2 separate regions of the Mus musculus genome follow, and region 1 is linked to region 2. Evidence: chromatin contacts called from public HiChIP or PLAC-seq data. All regions are on one chromosome and are shown on one strand. Each heading gives the region's core, a stretch centred on a gene start, on an enhancer-like site or on the middle of the called end of the contact. The rest is flanking DNA. Distances are from core to core; before and after follow the strand shown.

What was found. HiChIP or PLAC-seq counts read pairs in DNA pulled down with a chosen protein or histone mark.
Region 1: a contact with region 2 is called in an H3K27ac HiChIP or PLAC-seq map of large pre-B cells, with 2.8 times the contacts expected there. The contact joins two enhancer-like sites. A contact is called at or near these places in 2 of 39 promoter capture datasets (the C10 cell line and pre-B cells) and 1 of 115 datasets of contacts at active chromatin or transcription factors (large pre-B cells).

Annotation. Positions count from the first base shown.
Region 1 is chr7:121,443,313-121,450,064 of GRCm38.p6, forward strand. The region is part of intron 1 of Hs3st2 (heparan sulfate (glucosamine) 3-O-sulfotransferase 2); the gene reads left to right. Among named protein-coding and RNA genes, the nearest start is that of Hs3st2, 54 kb to the left of the region's middle. Within about 2 kb of position 3,174, at least 36 of the 459 cell types and tissues checked have an H3K27ac peak or open chromatin away from gene starts, as enhancers often do.
Region 2 is chr7:120,826,363-120,832,889 of GRCm38.p6, forward strand. Gm5737 (predicted gene 5737) reads left to right here. Exons shown (of 12, transcript NM_001370881.1): 11 at 1,629-1,702; 12 at 4,577-5,462. The coding sequence ends at 4,831. Among named protein-coding and RNA genes, the nearest start is that of n-TLtag1, 5.9 kb to the right of the region's middle. Within about 2 kb of position 4,954, at least 193 of the 459 cell types and tissues checked have an H3K27ac peak or open chromatin away from gene starts, as enhancers often do.

The DNA.
Region 1 (6,752 bases), core at 1,924-4,423, 620 kb after region 2:
AATGAAAAGGAGAGTTATAGACTTTTGAGAACAATAACCATTTAACACAGGCATCTGTGTGCTCCTCTCCCTCCTATCACCCCCTCAATAAGAATCAACACAGCATAAGAGAAGGACCGTTGCACAGGGGTTTAGACATAGTTTATGTGCACGGGGGTTTAGACATAGTTTGGGCAGTCCTAATCCAAAAGTCCCAAATTCCAAATGGTCTAAGATTCAAAACAGTATGAAAGCTGACCCCATGCCACAAATGGAAGATTACATATGTGACCTTATATTATGAGTGACGGTCAAGGATGGATTCATTGAGAATACTCTATAAAACTACTGTCCTGTTCTGCAGTAAACTGTATGTGAAATTTATTATATTGTGTGTTTAAACTTGGGTCTTGTCAACAAAATATCTCATTATATGTATGCAAATAACCCATAACAAAAAATTTAAAATCTGAAATATTACTGGTCACCAGGACTTTGGATAAGGAAAATTAAACTTGTACTAAGAATGGTGTCACCTGTATGACAGATACTTCAGGTTACCTAAGGGCAGTGGTACATTGATGAAATCCCAGCTACTCAGGATTTTGAGGCAGGAGGACTAAGACCAAGGAATTTGTGCTAGACCCAGGACAGTTTGAGACCACCAAGGTCACAGGGAACCCTCCCCCCCCCCATACTTCCCTTCCTCCCTCCTTCCCTGCAGCCTGATATGACCACTGGGCAGGCAGAGGAACTAAAGCAGGAGGTAACATGATAATTGGGCTTCCTCTAACACAGAAAAGCTGCCATATACACAGTTATGGAAAACTCTCCTCTTCTCCTGCCCACAGTTCCAGAGCCAGAAGGCAAAATACCCCCACTCCGACACACACACACTGAGATGGGGCTTTCCCCAAAGCTGGCTGTCTGATCAAGCAAGAAGTTTGCCACAGTTACTGTTCTAAGCAGGTTAACTCTTTGCTACTCAGTTTTGATGAGTTTTGTTTTGTTTTGTTTTGTTTTGTTTTGTTTTGTTTTTGTTTTTTGCTCTAGAAAAGCTTCTAGGTTTTCAGTTTTCAAATGTGGGCATGTGGCCTCACGATTTGTGTTTTGAACCAGCTGAGAGATGGCCGCCATCTGACTTCAATCCGGTAGAGTTGTGGGTATTGGAATTGCTGGGCTGTTGAACCCTAGAGTACTCCCTCCTGTGGCTGGAGTCAGCAGCGGGGTGGAACAGCAGTGGGGTCATGCATGGAGAGCCCTCGGGGTGCAAGCTTCAGAACCCTCAAATCGTGGTGTTGTCTTTGATGTCTCCTGCCTAGGATGTGGGATGTGAGGCAGGGCGGCTCCCTCTCCTTTCTAAGCTTCCCCCCCTGGGTATTTATAGAGATCTTTTCCTTGAAGTTAGAGCTTCACCAGGATGCATGTCTCTTTTCATGAATTTTTTTCTGATTTGATTTGTATTCTGAAACACAGACCCAGGTTTTTGTTTAACTCGGGAACATTTTCCCGTCACATTGAATATTACTATTTCTATTACATTTATCCCGTCTCATTCTTGCACAACACATACATTTCCTCCCACTCTCTCCTCCCCATGCTCCCTCCATTTCTTCCTTTCTCTTGGGGTTCAAACACAGGGGCTTGCATTTGCCCGGCAAGCTCGCTAGCACTGATTTAATTCCCAAATCCTAGGGTATTTTTTCATTCCCCTTTTCTTTGTGATTTATCTTTTAATAATTCTTTGAGAATTCTATACAATATATTTTGATCATTTTCATCCCTTCCCATCCTTAACCCACTTCTCTTTCTCACCCACCCAACTGTATGTACTCTCCAAGACAGACAGACAGACAGACAGACAGACAGACAAAACATCTGTGGCCTCCAATTTGTGCTGCACGTACACTCTGGGTACAGAGCCATCCACTGGAGCATGATCAACTCACCAGGGACCACGCCCTTCAGAAAACTGACTCTCTCTCTCCCAGCATCTGTCCAGTAGCTTCTCAGCTTGGAGTGGGGCTCCATGCCCACCTCCCTCCTCCAGGATGGAATTCTGTCTGGCTTGAGCTTGCACGGGTCTTGTGCATGCTCACAACCACTGTGAGTTTGTATGAGCTACTGCCCCGTTGTGTCTGGAAAGCAGCTTTGTTGTGGTCATCCACCCCCTCTTGTTCGTATAGTCTTCCCACCCCTTCTTCTGAAGTGATCCTTGAACCTTGGGAGGAGGGGGTGTGTAGAGATGTCCAATCTAAGTCTGAGGACTCCACAGTCTCTCATTCTCTGTACCTTGACCAGTTGTGGGGCTCTGTTAACTTCCATGTACTGCAAAAAAGGAAGCTTCTCCCCTGAATACTGACAAATGCACTGGTCTATGGGTATAATAGTAAATTATTAGCCGTTGTATCATTGTTTTGTCTATTTAACAGAACGGGAGGAGGCGTTTCTTCTTTAGAAACTATGACCTGTCTAGACACATGCCACTATACACCACTGGGCATGGCTCCCCAGGCCAGTTGTTACTGGAGCTCACTGGGTTCACAGTCAGGTAAAACTGGTGATTATTTTTCTCCTTTCATAGTATATACATCACGCCTTCAAGCACCATGAAAGCTAGCCAGTAGGGATGAAGTGTCGGCTTGATCTCTCCAAGTTCCGACTCAAGTATGGTTTTCTTCACCATTCAGGTCTTCTAGGAAGCTCTGGAGTGTAACCAAGAGAAATAGCAATAGCATATATTGTTGGGGCCTCACTGGCCAGCATCTCCAATAAAATTAACTCATTTTAGACACTGGGAATTTTATTTCTTAGTCTGGAGGAGGCATTATCTTACCTTATAGGGTACTCCATTTAAACACACACACACACACACTCTCATACACACACACACACACACACACACACACACACACACACACACATACATATATATATGTATTTGTGTGTGTGGTGTACATGTATATCTGTACATCTATCTATCTATCTATCTATCTATCTATCTATCTATCTATCTATCTATCTATCTATCTGTATGTGTAATTTGTAGACAGCTAGTGCAGTAGTGAGCTTCCACATGACTTTGACCTTGCACTCGTTTTGATCCAACTTCCCCAGTGCTGCAATTCCTAGCAGATGACAACCCTGAGCCACCAAACCCCACCTCAGAAGTACACTTCCTCTGCTGTATCACACCACTGCCTTTCACAAGTCCTCTTGACCCTGTTCCCCTGGGTCCAGTGGCACTTGCTTCAGCTGGCCAACATCCTCCGCGTTGACTTTCTACTTCCCTAATTTAGCTGTTACTGTATCAAATGCATTTTAAATAGTTCAATCTTTCTACGCCTTAAAAGCATAATTATTTTTTTCTTTGCCTTCTCCTCACATCTATATTTTAGTTTCATGGAGTCTGCATTTCTTAAAGCAATTTTTTTGATAGTACAAAAAATGTTGTTGGAATTTGTTTCTGCTTCTTGCGGTAGATCGTTCTGAACAGAACATTTTTCCTCTTCCCTTTTACAACAGACATTTTTCACAGACTTCACTTTTTCCCTTTTTATTGTTTTTAATTGGTGAAAGGTCCATTTGAGTCTGGTAACTTCTTTTAAAAAATATTTATTTTATATATATGTGTGTTTGTGCCTGGCTGTACGTGTATGTGTATATACTATTTGCCTGTAGTGCCTGTGGATGTCAGGAAGGGTATCGGGTCTCCTGGAACTGGAGTTACAGACAGTTGTTAGCCTCCATATGGGTTCTGGGAACTGAACCTGGGTCCTCCTCAAGAGCAGCAAGTTCTCTCAACCACAGAACCATTTCCCCAGCCCATTTTTGACTCCTGGGGATTTTTTTTAATTGCTTTTTCCTGCATGTGGACCTTAGTGTGAGAGATTTTCCAATTTTAGAGACTGATGGTTGGAATGAATACTTGGTCCCAGTCTCTCTCTCTCTCTCTCTCTCTCTCTCTCCCTCTCTCTCTCTCTCTCTCTCTCTCTCTCCCTCCCTTTCTCCCTCCCTCCCCCTTCTTGCTCCTCTGCCATGCTATGTATTTCCTGCCATGATGATCTCTCGCCCTCTGCAATTACAAGTCAAAATAAACGCTTTCTCCTTAAGTTACTTTGGTCATGGTATTTTATAACCACTGAAGCAAAGTAATCAGTATAGGGACTTAGACTCAGAAGGAAGGTGAAGTCAGTGCCAACCCTGCCCCTGGGCTGACACATCACAATAGGAAGGCCATCATAGCAGTTTCAAACACCCTCAATGTCCACAGCTATCAGAGCTGCAGATTTTTGCCAGCTCATGTGACACCCACATTTTAAGGGAAGCCATTTTTCCTTCCTGACCACTGCCAAGGTTCAGCTGCTTTCTCAGAACATTGTAGGAGTTCAGGACTGGTACTGGTCTTTGAGTTACCCCCCCCCTCTCTCTCTCTGTGTGTGTGTGTGTGTGTGTGTGTGTGTGTGTGTGTGTGTGTGTGTGATCCCTGTATCACTCCTCACATCCAGGAACAGGATATTTTGCCTGGTCAAGCACAGACACCTGCTTACTTCTTAAGCAGGGATCTGACTCCGCCCCCAATTCCTAAGAAGAATGTCAACACACCATAGTTGTTAGAAGGATGAATGGATGGTAAGTGGCTCAAAGGATATGTATAGAAAAATCTCCCCACTACTTCCACAAAGTTGTTCTGCCTTCTAAGCATGGCAGGCCAGGGATGCAGTCAGTTGGGTGGGATACTCACTGCTCAGCCATGCATACATAAGAGGATTTGATCACATCATAGACTACGGATTTCTAGAAACTTTTCGAGTTTTTAAGTAGAAGCACCTTCTGCAAGCTACATAGAAGGAGGATGCTGACTAGCGAAGTGGTCTATCTTGTTATCTTGTAAAGGTCTATGATTCGCCAAAGAATGATACTCGGGACTTAAGTAGCATGTAAATGCAAAGAGTGTTTTATTCTGCAGAAATCCAGCATGCTGGGGTCTACCATCTACAAAGATGGAGACGACCAAGTGAGCTCACAGGCCTGATTTAAACCACATTAGGGGAATTCTGGGGTGGGTGGTAGGTGATCTCTATCATTGGCTCTGTCTCTAAAGACGTTCCAGAACCATTGCTGGGGTAGTTTGGAAACTGCACTGCTGACCCATTTTCCTTGCCTCAGGCCAGGTGGTGGGGCAGCTTCTGAGGCCTGGGCTTGCCTAGTTCTTGGAAACAGAGATTTAGACCTAGTCTCCTGAACTGCCAATTTGAAGCCTGTCATGGAGTCAGCCTGTCTCAATCTCAAGGTGGCTTGCTCATGGTTCTCACTGCAAGCTGCAGTGGGTTCCCTTGGCTCTCAGTCCTGATACAGTTTCTTCAGACCATTTCACATATTTAAGTTGTAGGCCTCTTCCAGAAATGGAGCCCTGTGTTAATAACTGGACTCCGGCAGCTCAGTCTGCACTGGCCACATTTCCACCTTAGGCCCCAGCTCTCGCCATCCCCAGCCATTTCAGTGGGAGCATGGGAAAGATGATCCGAGAAAGACAAATAACTCACATTTTCCTTGATTTGTGGGTCTTGAAATTTATATATCCATAAAATATCATACGTTGGGGATGGCTGTATGGCTCGCTGGGAAAAGGCATTTGCCCCCAAACTGATGACTTGAAGTTCAGTTCCCAGGAACCACACATGAAAGGGAGAGAACCAACTCCCCCAAATTGTCCTCTGACCTACACACAGACACACAACACACACACACACACACACACACACACACACTGATGAATATAATGTAAATAAAAATCACACATGTACAGATGACATAAGAGTAGAATCCAAGCCTGGAGAACAAAACAGACTATAATGGACAGACGTGGGAGGGGGGAGAATGAAGTGAGTTATGGGGGGGGGCATGCTCTAAGTACCTTATATACATGCATGAAAATGGCATTGTGTAACTGTATAATAATAATAATAATAATAATAATAACTTTAAATCACTTGAAAAATCCAGAAATAGTTATAGAATGTACTAGAGGCAAATGGGTAAGATCTTAGACCCCGGAAGAACAGGCTAAGCTCATCTCTGCTTCCATTTGGTTGCTGAGGGCCCATTAAGTTGGCAGTGACCTCAGAGAGCTCAGAGGAGTAGCCTCCCTTCAGTAGAAACCTAGGCTGAGAGTTCTCTGGATTATTACACTGACAATTCTCTTGCCTTGTGTCTCAACTCTCTGGCTCTTTCCTTGGTAGAGCAGAGCAGGGCCATTTACCATGGCTTGACTTTCATATCAGATGCTTGAAGGTGGCCAATGTGGAGAATAAAAACACACCAATCAAGGTTACACCATATCCAAGGAAGCCCTGTGCTCACTGCTGAGTGTGATCACAAGAGGCACTGTCCCAGTGCCATAAGTGGATACTAAGGGGATGTCATAGCCTCCAAATACACACAGTACAATGGAAATATTAGTCAACAGCGCATTGCCACTCTCAATCTTCTGAATACCCCAGCTTAGCATCACAGTGTACTGTAGTGTTGGCTGTGTCTCCCCAGCTGTGATGACATGCCCAGCCGAAAGCTGTGGCTAGCTGATGCTGGTTGATGCTGCCCAGCATCTCCGCAAAAGATGTATACATGCAACACTAGCCCAGGGCAAGGTCAGAATTAAAAGTGCAGTCACAACTGAGTGAAGATCACTGTCCTACCACAGTGAAGTTGAACAATGATTTGTTGAGGCAACATTAGTGGGGACCTATGTATATGATATCCTGCTCCACTGA
Region 2 (6,527 bases), core at 3,704-6,203:
TTTGAGCCTCTAACAACTGTAACTGTGACTGTAACTCTTGTAAAAGAAGAGACTGGAGCTCTGAGGCCTGCCTCAAGTGGTGCAGTGACAGGAGAGAGGCAGCTATGACTCAGACTTAGCTGAAAGGCAGAGGAGGCCTGAGGCTTCCCTCTTCCAAAGTCTGGGGCATGTGGAGACTTTGACCTTGGACTCTCCCATTTACCCCTGCAGGTCAGTATCTGCTCCCACTCCCTGGTCCCACCCCACCAGGACAGTGTGCCCTGCTGCTGCCCTCTGCTGGCCTCCTAATAAGAGCGCAAGCAGGCATCAGGCTTGCTGTGAGCTGCCCAAGGGAACGGTAGCCCTCAAGTCACAAAGGGCTGTGTTTCTGTCGCATCAGAGGCTGGACCTACTCTTTTTAAATGCATTTGGGATGTTACTGAAATCAAAGACTTGTAAACTTGTTACCCAGGTGGGAGATTTCTGTATTCTGTACTCTGCCACAATGATTGATATGCATTACCTGTAGCCCAGGTGATGACAACTTGCAAGGATTGTATATAAATAACAGTTCTCTGTAAGCTAGCTGCATTTTGGTGCATCTTCACGTTGGCAGAAGCAATGGTGTCAGGACAGAAGGGAAGCACTCCCAATTCCTCCCTCTCCTACCCAAGTCAGCATATCAAAATAGGAGAGAGCCAGGTGTGGGAATCTGCACTTTGGAGGCTGAGACAGGAGGATCATGCGCTCAAGATCAGCTTGAGCTACCTAGAGAGTTTGAAGCCAGTCTGGTCTTACATAGTAAGATCCTGCCTCAAAAGAGAGAACTTGAAAACTGGCAAGATAGTTCAATGGGTAAAGGTGCCACCACCAAGCCTGATCTTAGGGAAGTTCAATCTCTGAGACCCACATGGTAGAAGGGAAGAACTGACTCCCCAAGGATGTCCTGCGTGGTTCACACATGCGCCATGGCAAATATACACCCACACGCATGAACACATACACGAAACACATGAATGAAACGTCATTTAAGAGAGACTGAGAAGCCGGGCACTGGTGGTGCACGCCTTTAATCCCAGCACTCGGGAGGCAGAGACAGGTGAATCTCTGAGTTCGAGGCCAGCCTGGTCTACAAAGTGAGTTCCAGGACAGCCAGGGCTACACAGAGAAACCCTGTCTCAAAAAACCAAAGAAAAAAAAAGAGAGAGAGAGACTGAGAAGCCAGTGGTGGGGCACACCTTTGATCCCAGCACTTGGGAAGCAGAGGCAGATGGATTTTCTGAGTTCGAGGCCAGCCTGGTCTACAGAGTGAGTTCCAGAACAGCCAGGGCTGCACAGAGAAACCCTGTCTCGAAAAACCAAAGAGAGAGAGAGAGAGAGAGAGAGAGAGAGAGAGAGAGAGAGAGAGAGAGAGAGAGAAAGAGAGAGAACAGAAACACCTTGAGCCTTCTCAGATTTGCTTGCATTCTTCAGACCATCATCACTACTTAGTACCATCTTACCATGACATATCTCCTAGCTAACAGGCCCCCAGCAAATGCTGCCAACTGAAGGGAATCCAGTGACCTTTTTAAAGGGACCCCTAGCAAGGCAAGACACGCCCCCAGTGGATGCATCCCTGAGCCCCTCTCACCTGCCCCCTCCCACAGCTGCAGTGATGGAGTACCTGCACCTGGCACTGAGACCCATCTGCACCATCCCCCCACTACTCACCCGCAGTGAGGTAAGAGGGGTGCTGAGGGGTGGGGGAATCCCAGCCCTACACCGTTCTCCTCCTCTCCACCATTGCTGAACACCTCTGTCACAAGATTCTTCTCTGCAGTCTCAGAACCTTCCATGTAGACCCGAAACTACAGCCCGCTCCTTTCTAATGCTCCCGACCAACTAAGTTTTTGCTCAGACGGTGTTACGTACTGAAAATTGGACCGCTCCAAATTCCTATTCACAGCTGTCATTCCAGCTATAGGCAGCTTATCTTCTAGCCAGACCTGAGATCCCAAAGACGACACTCTTTTGAACCCAAACTCTGAATATACATATACATGTACATATATATACATACATATGTATGTACACACACACACACACTCACACAAATTCCCAGTGGCCCTAGACTCATCACTCATGTTTTTCACATGCTTAGTACATGTTTATTTAACAATAAGTATGTATTTGATGCCTTCTTTGTACAGAATATCAAAACCCTTCTCATAGTTATGGCGCATAGTTTGGGAGTGTTGTCTTGTTTTTCGAGACAAGTCTCACACTAGGTAGCTCTGGATATTCTGGAATTCACTGTGTAGAGCTGGCCTCGGACTCACAGAGATCCACCTGCCTCTTCCTCCTGAGCGCTGGGATAAAATGTGTGCACCACTGCACCAGCTGATGTCTGAGTAGTTTTATATTTGCTTAGCACGAACCATCCAAAAAGAGGACATTTTGGTGCTGGAGAGAGGACTCATCAGTTTAGAGCCCTCACTGCTCTTCAGACGACCCAGTTTGATTCCCAGCATCCACATGGTGGCTCACAACCATCCATTGCTCCAGTCCAAGGGATCTGACGCCCTCTTCTGGCATGCACCTGGTGCGCATACATGCATTCCGGCAGGGCATATAAAATAAATAAATCTAAGAGCTTCTTTTGGTTGTTTGTACAAAGAAGGTCTCTTAAGTAGACACTAAGAGTAAGACAGCAGATGTAATTTAGGGCCTCTCTCATTTGATTCTCCTTAGTGTTAAATTAGGAAGGGCAAAAGATTATGCTCTTCAGCTTATGATGAAAAACCGGAAGCTTGTCTAAGATCACGCCACATGGGGATTGGCTTCAGGATGCTAAGTTCAGGGCCCCTTACGCTGAAAGGAAGAGAGGGCATGGAGAATATTTCCGGGAAGCCACTGCCTACATCTTCCCCAGACTGATGGAGGCTAGTGACAGTCCTTTGGTGTCATGTGATAGTCACTACCACTGGAAACTATTACCCTGTGCTTGTTCAGAGGAGGAAATCAGAGACACCGTGAAGCTACCTACACAAGATCACTCACTTACAGGGCACTGGTGGAATTTGAACCCAGACCTAAAGCCTCACCACTGTCTTATAAAACACCAGAAACCAACAAGGTAAACAGCTGTCAGGAGTGCTGAGGAACTGTAGTCAGGCATTGACTTGGCTAATGCCTGACTTCCTCTTGTCTAAAGTGTGGGTTTGCGGGTTAACTCGTTGGTTCTAGGGCAAAGGATCTGGGGCAGTTTGGGGGCGACAGGTCAGTTGCCGTCTGCTGGCCAGTCTGTGAGACACCAATCAGCTCTTTAGCATTTAAAAACCTTTCATTCCTTAAGCACCTACTATGTGCCAGGCACTTCACTGAGCACTAGAGGTGAGAAAGACTTGGTGCTTACCCCAGGAAGTCCACAATCCAAAGAGGAAAATGTTCTAGAAACCAGGCAATCCAACTGGGTGATAAGAGCTACCCCGAGATATGAGGAGGAATTTTCCAGCATGCAGGAGAGCCACCTACGCCCTGAGGTCACAGTTAAACCGGACCTCTGTGAGCACTGTGCTAGGACCTGCTTGCCTACCTCACAGCTATGTCTCCCTGCAAGAGGAGCTTGGTTGACTTTAGAATATTTACTAACCTGCATTCCTCCAAGCCCTGAACGTAGTATCTGGGGCAAAACAGACAAGAATTGGTCTGTTTCCCTCACTGGGGTCTTCAGACCAGGGCTTAGCCCCAAAGCCCTGTCTGCACCATGAGAGAACCACATAACCAATGTCTAGCTGGAGAATAACAAGCCAGGCAGGAGAGCACCTCCAGACCCCAGCATGACCAAGAATATGGCCACTTTCTAAAGTGGATCTCCTATGTGACCCTAGGCAAGTCACTTAAGCTCTGTTCTTCAATTTCCAATTATGCAAAGAGAAAATCGTGCCATCACCGAGGACAGAAGTGTATAAAGGGCCCACAGCAAGTGCAGTGGGAGTTCTATCATCTATGGTTGTCATTTATCACCTTGGAAGCAGGTGGTCCTCAGCCAACCGGCAGCTGGGGATGTAGCTCAGACTTAAAGAGGAATCACTTGTTCGTAATTGAATCCCTCCCTTAGAGTCACTTAGTTAACCAGCTGAGAGGACAGGAAGGTTCTTCTGGAGGCCCCGCCCACTACAATTGGTCTGGAGCTGGCAACAGGAAGCCGACATCCTCCTTTGGAAATGTTTATCTGGAGAACCGCACCCCACTACAGGCTGTGGAAACCTTCAGTCTGCCCTGGTATTCAAGGATGCATCTAAGGGTCTCCAGGGGTCTAGAACGGCGCTAGGCTGGGAAAAGAAGGAGAAAAGAGGAACGAAACAGGGTGAGAATTTAGCAGAGCCTGAGGGTGAGATACCGAAAGGTCATCGAGGAGGCTGCGCCCTCCAAGAAAAAGATCTCAGAAAGGAAGCCTCCCCCTCAGGAAGGCATCAGGAACCAGACGCAGCAGCTGGTCTTTAAACCCCAGTGTGACGGAAAGGCAGTCTGCCCTTTCCTTATCCTTTTGGTCAACAAGGCACAGGATGCTCTCCCACTAGCCCAGCCCTCTGCTGCTCCGCCTCTCCCATAGGTGCTCAGCGTGGCCGTGACGCACACTTTCCAGATTGCCAAGGCCCGCACTCAACTTGGTTATGCGCCGGACAAGTTCAGCTTCGCCGACGCAGTGGAGCGATATGTGCAGGCCACGACCCCGCAGCCCCGCTGTTGCATCGTGCTGACGCTCCTGCGGCTGCTGCTCATGCTGCTGCTACTGTTCGCCCTGCTCGGCCTGGCCCTGTACTTCCTAGGGCTGCAGCCTTTGCAGGCGGTGGTGGAAAGGCTCTGAGCCCGACCACGACCACGACCACGACCTCGCCCACGTAGTAGCTCGCTATCTTTCTACCTGGCTTGACCTCCCGGTTTAGGCCCGCCCCTGCCTCTTGACTCCGCCCCGATTCCTGGCCACGCCTCTGCTTCGCTCTCTTGGCTTCTATTCGTCTGCACATTTGGGTTTCCCGGCTCTTGGCTCCTTGATCCTGTGTGTTACTCTTTTCCCGAGGCTAGGCGAGGCGGTTGATGAGGTCCCAGCCTCAGCCTGCTTCCCCTTCCCAGCCATTTCCAGTCCTACCCAGTCTAGCCCTCTCCTTCCTATTCTTCCAGATTCTTCCCTGATCTGACTTCACCCCTTTCTGCCTCCATCTCTACGCTGAAACCCCAGTGAGGTCGCTTCTGTTGGGATAAGCCTTAGCCCTGCCTTCACGGTTGGTCTAAATGCGTGAGTTCTGGTTGGTGGAGTCTGTGGAATTGGACCTGTCTTCTGCCTCCTTCAAGGACCTTCTCCCTGCCACGGCTTCTTTGAGTTTATCCTGACACCTATCTATGTGTTGACTAGCTGGGAAAGGATACCCAAGCCCAACTTAGTAACTTTTGGTTCTCATTTAACGAGTGGAACCGACTAAGCACAGTAAAACGTTTCAGGTCCAGAGGACGCAATGGAGAAAAAAAGTTTGTAAAAGAAATTTGAGGGCTGGAGAGATGGTTCAGCGGTTCAGCGGTTGAGAGCACTGACTACTCTTCCAAATATCCTGAGTTCAAATCCCAGCAACTACATGGTGGCTCACAACCATCTGCACAGCTAGAGTGTACTCATATATACATAAAATAAACAAATCTTTAAAAAAAAAGAAATTTGAATGTCTCATTTAAAAAGTACCAATATAACAGACAAAATAAGAGTTTGGCTGATCATATTTTATGTTTGTGTGTATTTGTATGTGGTATCAGAGGATGTCATTCCTGAAGCTGTCTTACCTTATTTTTCCAGACTGGTTTAGAGTTTAGAATTTGGAATGGGTAGGGTAGGCAAGAAGCCTTAGGGATCCACCTGCCTCTGACTTCTCAGCTCTGGGGTTACAAGTATATGCCACCTCACCCAGCATTTTATGCGGGCACTATAAATGGAAGTCAAGTCCCCATCCTTGTGTGACAGGCACTTTGCCCACTGAGCCACTTCCCAGCCTCCATATTTTAGTATCATTTGTATCTCTTGATGAGTAGTGCTCCTCACCATCATCTTTAAGACTTTGAGTCCACAGATCTGCTCTCAACAGAGACTGTACCTCCCTGCCATTGTGATGTGGACTGTGGATCCCAAAAATAACAGTGTGTAAGCAGATCCACGGGTATCTATCATCTGGTACGCACGTGGCGTTAACTGAATAAACACCACGGACCCTAGCAGAGAACAAAGTAACTACCAGGCTGCAGTGGAGGAAAGAGAAGGTATGAGTCAACCTTCATAGGTGGTGTGGTGTTCCTCATAGCACGTGTCCCGGTCAGGCAAATTAGAAAAACTGTGTAGGAGTTTTAAAATACAGTAGTTAGAATTTTGTGCGTGTGTCTACTTTTTAAAAAGACTTATTTATTTGTATAAGTACACTGTAGCTGTCTTCAGACACACCAGAGGAGGGCATTGAATCCCACATGACAGGATGGTTATGAACCACCCTGTGGTTGCTGGGAGTTGATTGAACTCAGGACCT